Regions from separate parts of the Sus scrofa genome. Here region 1 is linked to region 2. A link is a contact called in public HiChIP or PLAC-seq data. All regions are on one chromosome and are shown on one strand. The core of a region is the stretch at or near the end of the contact, and the rest is flanking DNA. Distances in the headings are between cores, read along the strand shown. Region 1 overlaps HECTD4 (probable E3 ubiquitin-protein ligase HECTD4). Region 2 holds the start of HECTD4 (probable E3 ubiquitin-protein ligase HECTD4).

Region 1 (3,419 bases), core at 636-3,135, 170 kb before region 2:
GAATCTCTCAAATCTCTCCTAGGAAACACAAGGACAGTGTGTAAAGGTACAAGAGCACTCCTTGAAGTACTTCTGGGAAAATCTAACAAAAAAGTGGAAACAGTGAAAGTATTCATCAATAGAGAATGGTTACAAATGATGGCACATTATTATGTGGTCATTTTACTTTTTTTGTTAAGTCAAGAGAACAAACTAGAGGACAAATGGAGAGAAGGAAGGAAGTCAGAGTGGTGTTTTTTTCCTTTATACATTTTTGTACTGTTTGATTATTGCTATCACATGTTGCTGATTCAAGAGAGACAGGGAGCTACTTCTCTCCAGTACTGGAATTTGCTCTGTTCTTCCCTCTCAGGGGGCAAAGACATCATTATCTTCAATAGAAACAGCCACTATTAATTAATAAACCATTAAATAAATGTCCAAGGCCCTGAAGAAAACAGCACGGTGGGGAGGGCAGAGAGGGGGTGCTGTTGAAGCCTCCCACACCACCTGGGAAGCTGTGGGTAAAAAAAACAGGTGTTGACAGCAACTATTTTTAAACAAGGCTTATCTCCATCTACCATTCCTTTCTTTGTTGGCTTTGCTATGATGAAAAAGCACAGCAATTTTCTGAGCACAGTTTAGAAGAGGGCTGTAGTTAGAGGAAGATGCTTAGAGAAAGAAGTGTCGGAGAGAGACGCAAGAAATGTGACCCGATATTAGAAAGCATGGTAAATAATCTTTGCAACATTTCCCAGAGGAATAAGGGTAGGAGAAAAAACACTCTGCTGTCTTCTAAGCAAGAACTGGGGACCATGGAGGATGTGAACTTAAACCATGAGCAGTGTAGAGGTGGTTTCCTTAACCTTCCTTGGGGTCCTGGCAATAGGAGGCTGCCCCATCCTCTCAGGGGTGTCCCTTTGAGCACTAGAGCCATCTCCCTATCCTCCTTTCAGCCTTTGCTGCTCCTATACTGAAGGAGACTGCATTTGAAAGGTAAATGTTTTTTTTTTTAATGTTTACATTAATATGGTTCAGATGGACCACCATGGATGGATCCATGGTCTGTCAGATCATGGATCCTGAGAAGACACCCTGGCAACATGTGTGTCAGGGGCCCTGGGCACTTCTGGGTGAGTCAGGAGGCCAGAAGTCATTGGTCTGGCTCTGCTCCAGCAGCCACATTTGGATAATCCAATTTTCTGCTGTCCGTCTACATTTTCCCTCCTCCTAACAGGAAGAAAGGAGGAGAAGGCACACTTGGCTCCACTCAGGATGGTTCTGGGACCAAATGGTAAAAGAAAAGAAACCCTGAGTTCAGCAGAACCTGTGTGAAAATAAAGGCATGGCAACCTACGATCACATACAAGAGCTTTCCGTTCATATACTGTAAAGACTCTCTTCTCCTTTCCTCCTCCTGCAAAGCAGTAAGAAGCAGTCTCCCTGAACAAATGGTGCTTCCTACTTCTAAACTACTTTTGCTGAATGAGCACTAGGTCTCGGCTTCAGTACTAGGTTGTGAGAGTAACCAAGCTAGACTGGGTACCCTAGTTGCACCCAAAGTGGCCTCCCGATCTACTGCACAGATCCTCCCACAACATAGTGTGTGGCTTCATTACCCGCTTCCCACTATGATGTGAGCTCTGGGAGCAGGAACCATCTGGGTTCCAGGAGGCTCACAGAAGGCCTGACCCCGGGAGGCACGTGTTGCATGTGTGAACAAATAAGCGGATGAATCACAGACTGAATAAACACAACTGACACAAAGCCTCCCAACTCTGAGAGCCAGTGACCCGCACTGGTGCTTCAAGGCACAGTCATGAATCTGACATCACACTGATTAAGGAAGGGAAAGTCATCTGAGAATAAGATGGGGTCTGTTCTGCACTCTGAAAGGGCATTTTCTTTCAGATGGTGAGCGTGGACCGAGAGGAATGAATTATCTTTCTATCTGTAGGACCCACTATAGCAGCTCAAGCTGCTCCTTTGTTTAAAATCTTCCAAAGGCTCCCCATTTACAGAGAATAAAAGCCAAAGTCCTGGCTGAGGCTGCTGCTCCCTCACCCTCTCCTCGTCTGAGCCACTGCCTTGGCCTCATTGCCTTTCCCTCAGCCACCCAAGCTCACTCCCACCCAGGGAGGGTCTTTCTAATGCTGTTCCCTCTGTCTGAAACTTACGAAAGGAGGAGAAGAATATAAGTTAACTGTGCTGGGATTTGAGTTGGCAGCTGAGAGAGGGCTCTGATAAGAGCAGGAAGCAAGGACACCACGGGAGGTATGGATTGTCCCATAGGTTAAGTGTAAACACCATCACGCCACTGTCATTGGTCTTAGTTTTGGGGATAGAAAGCATGAAAGAAAAATATATACATATATACAAATATACTGATTAGTCCTGAGATTTAGTCTGAGAAAAAAGAAATCACTGAGCTATCACTGGAAACCAGGGATTCAGTATATAAGTGGGTCAAGAAACAAAGGTCTTTTGGTGGTTTTTCTTCTTATTTGCTCCTATCTCAGTCAGGACAAAAGTTAAAAGAGGAGAACAAGTGCTAACACGGGGACAAATACTCTCTTCTTATACCACCTCTGACTGCTGCAATAGTGACAGAAAACACAAACTGGTGTTTCAGGGCAGCTGTGCCTCTTGGGAAAAGGCATTCCTGCATCTCAAAAAATTAGGTGTTTCACAGGTGAGGAAAAGCCTTAAAAATAGAACTCAGATATACCTGCGCTTCAGACTCATTACTCCCTGCAATCAAACGTTGCATTATTCTATGTGCCCAGTGGGAGAAAAGTCTCTCCATCACCATCATTACTGTGACATGTAGAATCACATCAACTGAAGGACTACCATGTGCCAGATGCTGTTCTTAGGAGCTTTATCTAAGTATTAGTTACTAGTTTTTCTTCTGCATATGAGGTGGTTACCATTACTGATTCCACTTCAAAGGTGAGGAAGTCTAAAAGGGCTCCACAATGCTCCCAAGGTCACACAGCGGGTTAATGGCGCACATGTGACTTCAGAGCCTAAGCTATTAACCACCCAGCTTCTGAGGAAAACTATACCAGCTTCATTCTAGCAACCCATCAACCCAAAGCACTGAATTAAACTGATGAGCAAGGAAAAGCCTGATAAAGAGAGCAAAGGACCACAGAGTTCAATAAAGGCCCAGGTCTGGCCCAACTTTAGAAGAGCCCCTCTTTTCTGATTTACATCCTGAGTTTCATCTAAACACATGTCTTCAAGTCATGAAACGAACTCCTTAAAAAAATGTAAAAGCACCAGACCTAGTTGTAAAGCACCCTTTATCTGGTCCAGGCCCGATTTCCGCTCTGCTTCATTACGGAAGCGTCTTCGGATAGTAGGGAAAACCTTGGTCTCCCAGGCTTTCACCAGCAGGGCGTAGTGGTCCTCCTAGAAGGAGAAGGCAAATGTGA
Region 2 (3,311 bases), core at 131-2,630:
ACCGATCCTGCCAGTATTCCCACCACTGGGCACACCTGAAACCAAGTGAGGTCGGTGGAAAGTTCCCATCCACCTAGTATATTTTGTTTCCTTCTGCTCCCAAATCCAGCAGCAAAATTGCTGAGATTTCCTTTTGCACCTGCAACGGCTCCTAAGCCTGGGCTTCTCCGCACCACCACCACCATCACCCCGCCCCCAGCTCATCGAAAGGCCTTGCGGCCTAAAACGCCCGTTAACCCCTGCGGAGAGCGCACCAAGGGCTGGTGTAGCATTCCCCTTGCTGTCCACACTGCCCGCTTCCATGACAAAGGCCCGGTGTCAATCCGAGGCACGACACAGAGTAGTTGCTAGATTGCCCATCACTGACTGGCAGCTGCCACTACCTTCTCCCGAAAAACACAAACAACAAAAAACATACACACGCGCGCACACACACACACACACACACACACAACTGGGAAAAGACCGGGGGTGGGGGTGGTTGTAGAGCGTTAAAATTAAAATATCCCCAAAGCTAAGCAGCCTGGGTGTGACCTGGAAGTGAGTCCAAGGGGTCCGTGGGGGAGGGGAGAAAGGGCCCAGGAGGCGGCAGCAGCTCCTCAGGGGCGTGAAGGCCGTGCCGGGTGATCGTCTAATAAAATGCTGGGAGTTGGAACGTTCAAAATGAAACCACAAATGAAATCCCCAGCGGGCTTGAAGCCCCGAGGAGGGAGGGAGGCGGGCGGTCTGCAGACCTGCGGCCGCGGTCCCCACCAGCCTGTCCGGCGCCCACACACACCTGCCGGGGCAGCCTTCCGAGGGGCGGGGGTCTCGGGTCGGGGTAAAGCGGAGATGGGAGGGCTCGACCCTGGGGATGCGGGGCGGATGGACTAATCTGATGGCGGAGGCCGGGGGGAGCCTCTCTCACCTCCAAGTCGGTGTCGGCGGCCTCCGGGGCCCCAAGGATCTCGCTGGGCAGCTCGGCCAGGTCAGTGACCCGGATCAGTCCGTCGTGCAGGAAGATGGTCTCCTCCTTCACCGAGAGCCACTGCGCGGAGTCCGCGGCCGCCGCCGCTGCAGCCGCCGCCGCTGCAGACGAGCCCATGGCCCCGGCTGAGAGGTTGGCGGTGAGAAGGGGCCGCCCGGCCCGGGAAGACGCGAGCAGGAGCCTCCGCGATCACCAGTCCATGGCAGCAGCCTTCGCGCCCGTCTGCAGCGCCCAGATCGCTTCCTCGCCCGTGCAGCTCCGCCCTAGGAGGTCCGAGTCGCCATCCTCCCACCCACGGCCCCGGAGACCCCGGCCCCGCCGCCACCGTCTCTGCCGCCGCCGCCGCCGCCGCCCTGAGGTGCAGGACCCGCCTCTGCTGCTCGGCAGCCAACTGTCAGTGAGACGCCATGTTGGGGGCGGGGCTCCCGGCATGCTCCGCGGAGGGGACAATGCAGGCCCCGCCCACCCTCCTGGCTCCGCCCACCCACCGAGGCCGGGGCAGCCGCGGAACCTCAGCTTTGCGCTTCCCTCAGTCTTGCCGTCCGACTGACCTCCTACGCCTCTTGTCATTCGAGGGCGCCCTGGGTCTGCAGTGCAGAAGAGGGGAAGGAGGGCGCTGCCTCCCCTTCCTCAGGTGTGCACCGATTTCTCTCTGGCCAGGGTCCCCACCCTGCGTAGAGCAAGGAGCTTCACTCCCTGCTTTCAAGTTTAAATGAGATATACGCAAAAATCTGGCGCAGGGCGGGCGCGGCACACTTGTTCATAAGCATTCGGTAGAGGCACACAGTTGGTGCTTCCTATATACTATAAATTCTAGAACCCACTAAGCACTCAAAACCTGGTGAAGGAGCTCCCGCTGTGGAACAATGGGATCGTCAGCGACTTAGGAATGCTGGAACGAGGGTTCGATCCCCTGCCCGGCACAGAGGGTTAGGAATCCGGTGTTGCCGCAGCTGTGGCTTAGTTCGCAGCTGCAGCTCGAATCTGATCCCTGGCCTGGGAGCTCCATGTGCCGTGGGCAGCAAAAAAACAAAAAACAAAACAAAATCTGGTGAAAATAAAGTACCAGTCACATTTGATGTCCAATGTCTGTCACGTAATGCCCCAGAGGGAGTTAAAACTATTGTTATAACCCATCAGTACTCAACACTAACATATACATTAAAAATATACCCGGGAGTTCCCTTTGTGGTGCAGTGGGAAAGAAACTGACTGTATCCATGAGGATGAGGGTTTGATACCTGGCTTAGCTCAGTGGGTTAGGAATCAACCTTGTGGTGAACTGTGGTGTAGGTAGAAAATGAGGCTCAGATGCCGAGTAACTGTGGTTGTGACATAAGCCTGCAGCTGCAGCTCCAATCTGACCCCTAGCCCGGGAACTGCCACAGACTGCAGGTACAGCCTTAAAATACACACACACACACACACACACACACACACACATCCATCATCCCATTTTTATTTTATTTTATTTTATTTATTTATTTACTTATTTATTTTGTCTTTTTGCCTTTTCTGGGGCCACTCCTTCAGCATATGGAGGTTACCAGGCTAGGGGTCTAATCAGAGCTGTAGCTGCCAGCCTACACCACAGCCACAGCAACGAGGGATCCGAGCTGCATCTGTGACCTACACCACAGCTCACGGCAACGCCGGATCCTTAACCCAGTGAACAAGGCCAGGGATCGAATCCGCAACTTCATGGTTCCTAGTCGGATTCGTTAACCACTCAGCCATGACGGGAACTCCCAGATCATCCCCTTTTTATTAAAAAAAAAAATAAAGGTGTTCCCGTCATGTTGCAGCAGAAACGAATCTGACTAGGAAACATGAGGATGCATCAGGTTTGATCCCTGGCCTCGCTCAGCGAGTTAAGGATCTGGCGTTGCCATGAGCTGTGGTGTAGGTCGCAGACACGGCTCAGATCTGGCGTGGCTGTGGCTGTGGCATAGGCCAGCAGCTATAGCTCCAATTTGACCCCTAGCTTGGGAACCTCCATATGCCGCAAGTTCGGCCCTAAAAAGACAAAAAAAAAAAAGACAAAAATAAATAAATAAAGTGCTTATTGCTATCAAAGGACTTGAATATGTATGGCCACCAAAAAACCTACATAGGGATATTTATAACAGCTTTAGTCATAATTGCCAAAACTTGAAAGTAACCAAGATGTCTTTCAGTAGGTGAGTAGATGGTATATCCAGACAATGGACTATTATTCAGCGATAAAAAGAAACGACTATTGGAGTTCCCCTTGTGGTGCAGCGGAAACGAATCGGACTAGGAACCATGGGGTTCCAGGTTTGATCCTTGGCCTTGCTCAGTGAGTTAAGGATCCCGAGATGCC

What was found. HiChIP or PLAC-seq counts read pairs in DNA pulled down with a chosen protein or histone mark.
Region 1: a contact with region 2 is called in an H3K27ac HiChIP or PLAC-seq map of alveolar macrophages. The contact joins the enhancer-like site here to the promoter of HECTD4 in region 2. A contact is called at or near these places in 2 of 5 promoter capture datasets (liver and skeletal muscle), 15 of 47 Hi-C or Micro-C datasets (alveolar macrophages, blood, embryonic fibroblasts and 9 more) and 2 of 2 datasets of contacts at active chromatin or transcription factors (alveolar macrophages and skeletal muscle).

Annotation. Positions count from the first base shown.
Region 1 is chr14:39,493,522-39,496,940 of Sscrofa11.1, reverse strand. HECTD4 (probable E3 ubiquitin-protein ligase HECTD4) reads right to left here. Exons shown (of 76, transcript XM_013990365.2): 52 at 3,270-3,396. Among named protein-coding and RNA genes, the nearest start is that of TRAFD1, 85 kb to the left of the region's middle. Within about 2 kb of position 1,885, at least 18 of the 83 cell types and tissues checked have an H3K27ac peak or open chromatin away from gene starts, as enhancers often do. A contact at or near this core is called in alveolar macrophages, where this site is marked.
Region 2 is chr14:39,324,764-39,328,074 of Sscrofa11.1, reverse strand. It overlaps HECTD4 (probable E3 ubiquitin-protein ligase HECTD4), which reads right to left and starts at 1,380. Exons shown (of 76, transcript XM_013990365.2): 1 at 908-1,380. The coding sequence starts at 1,084.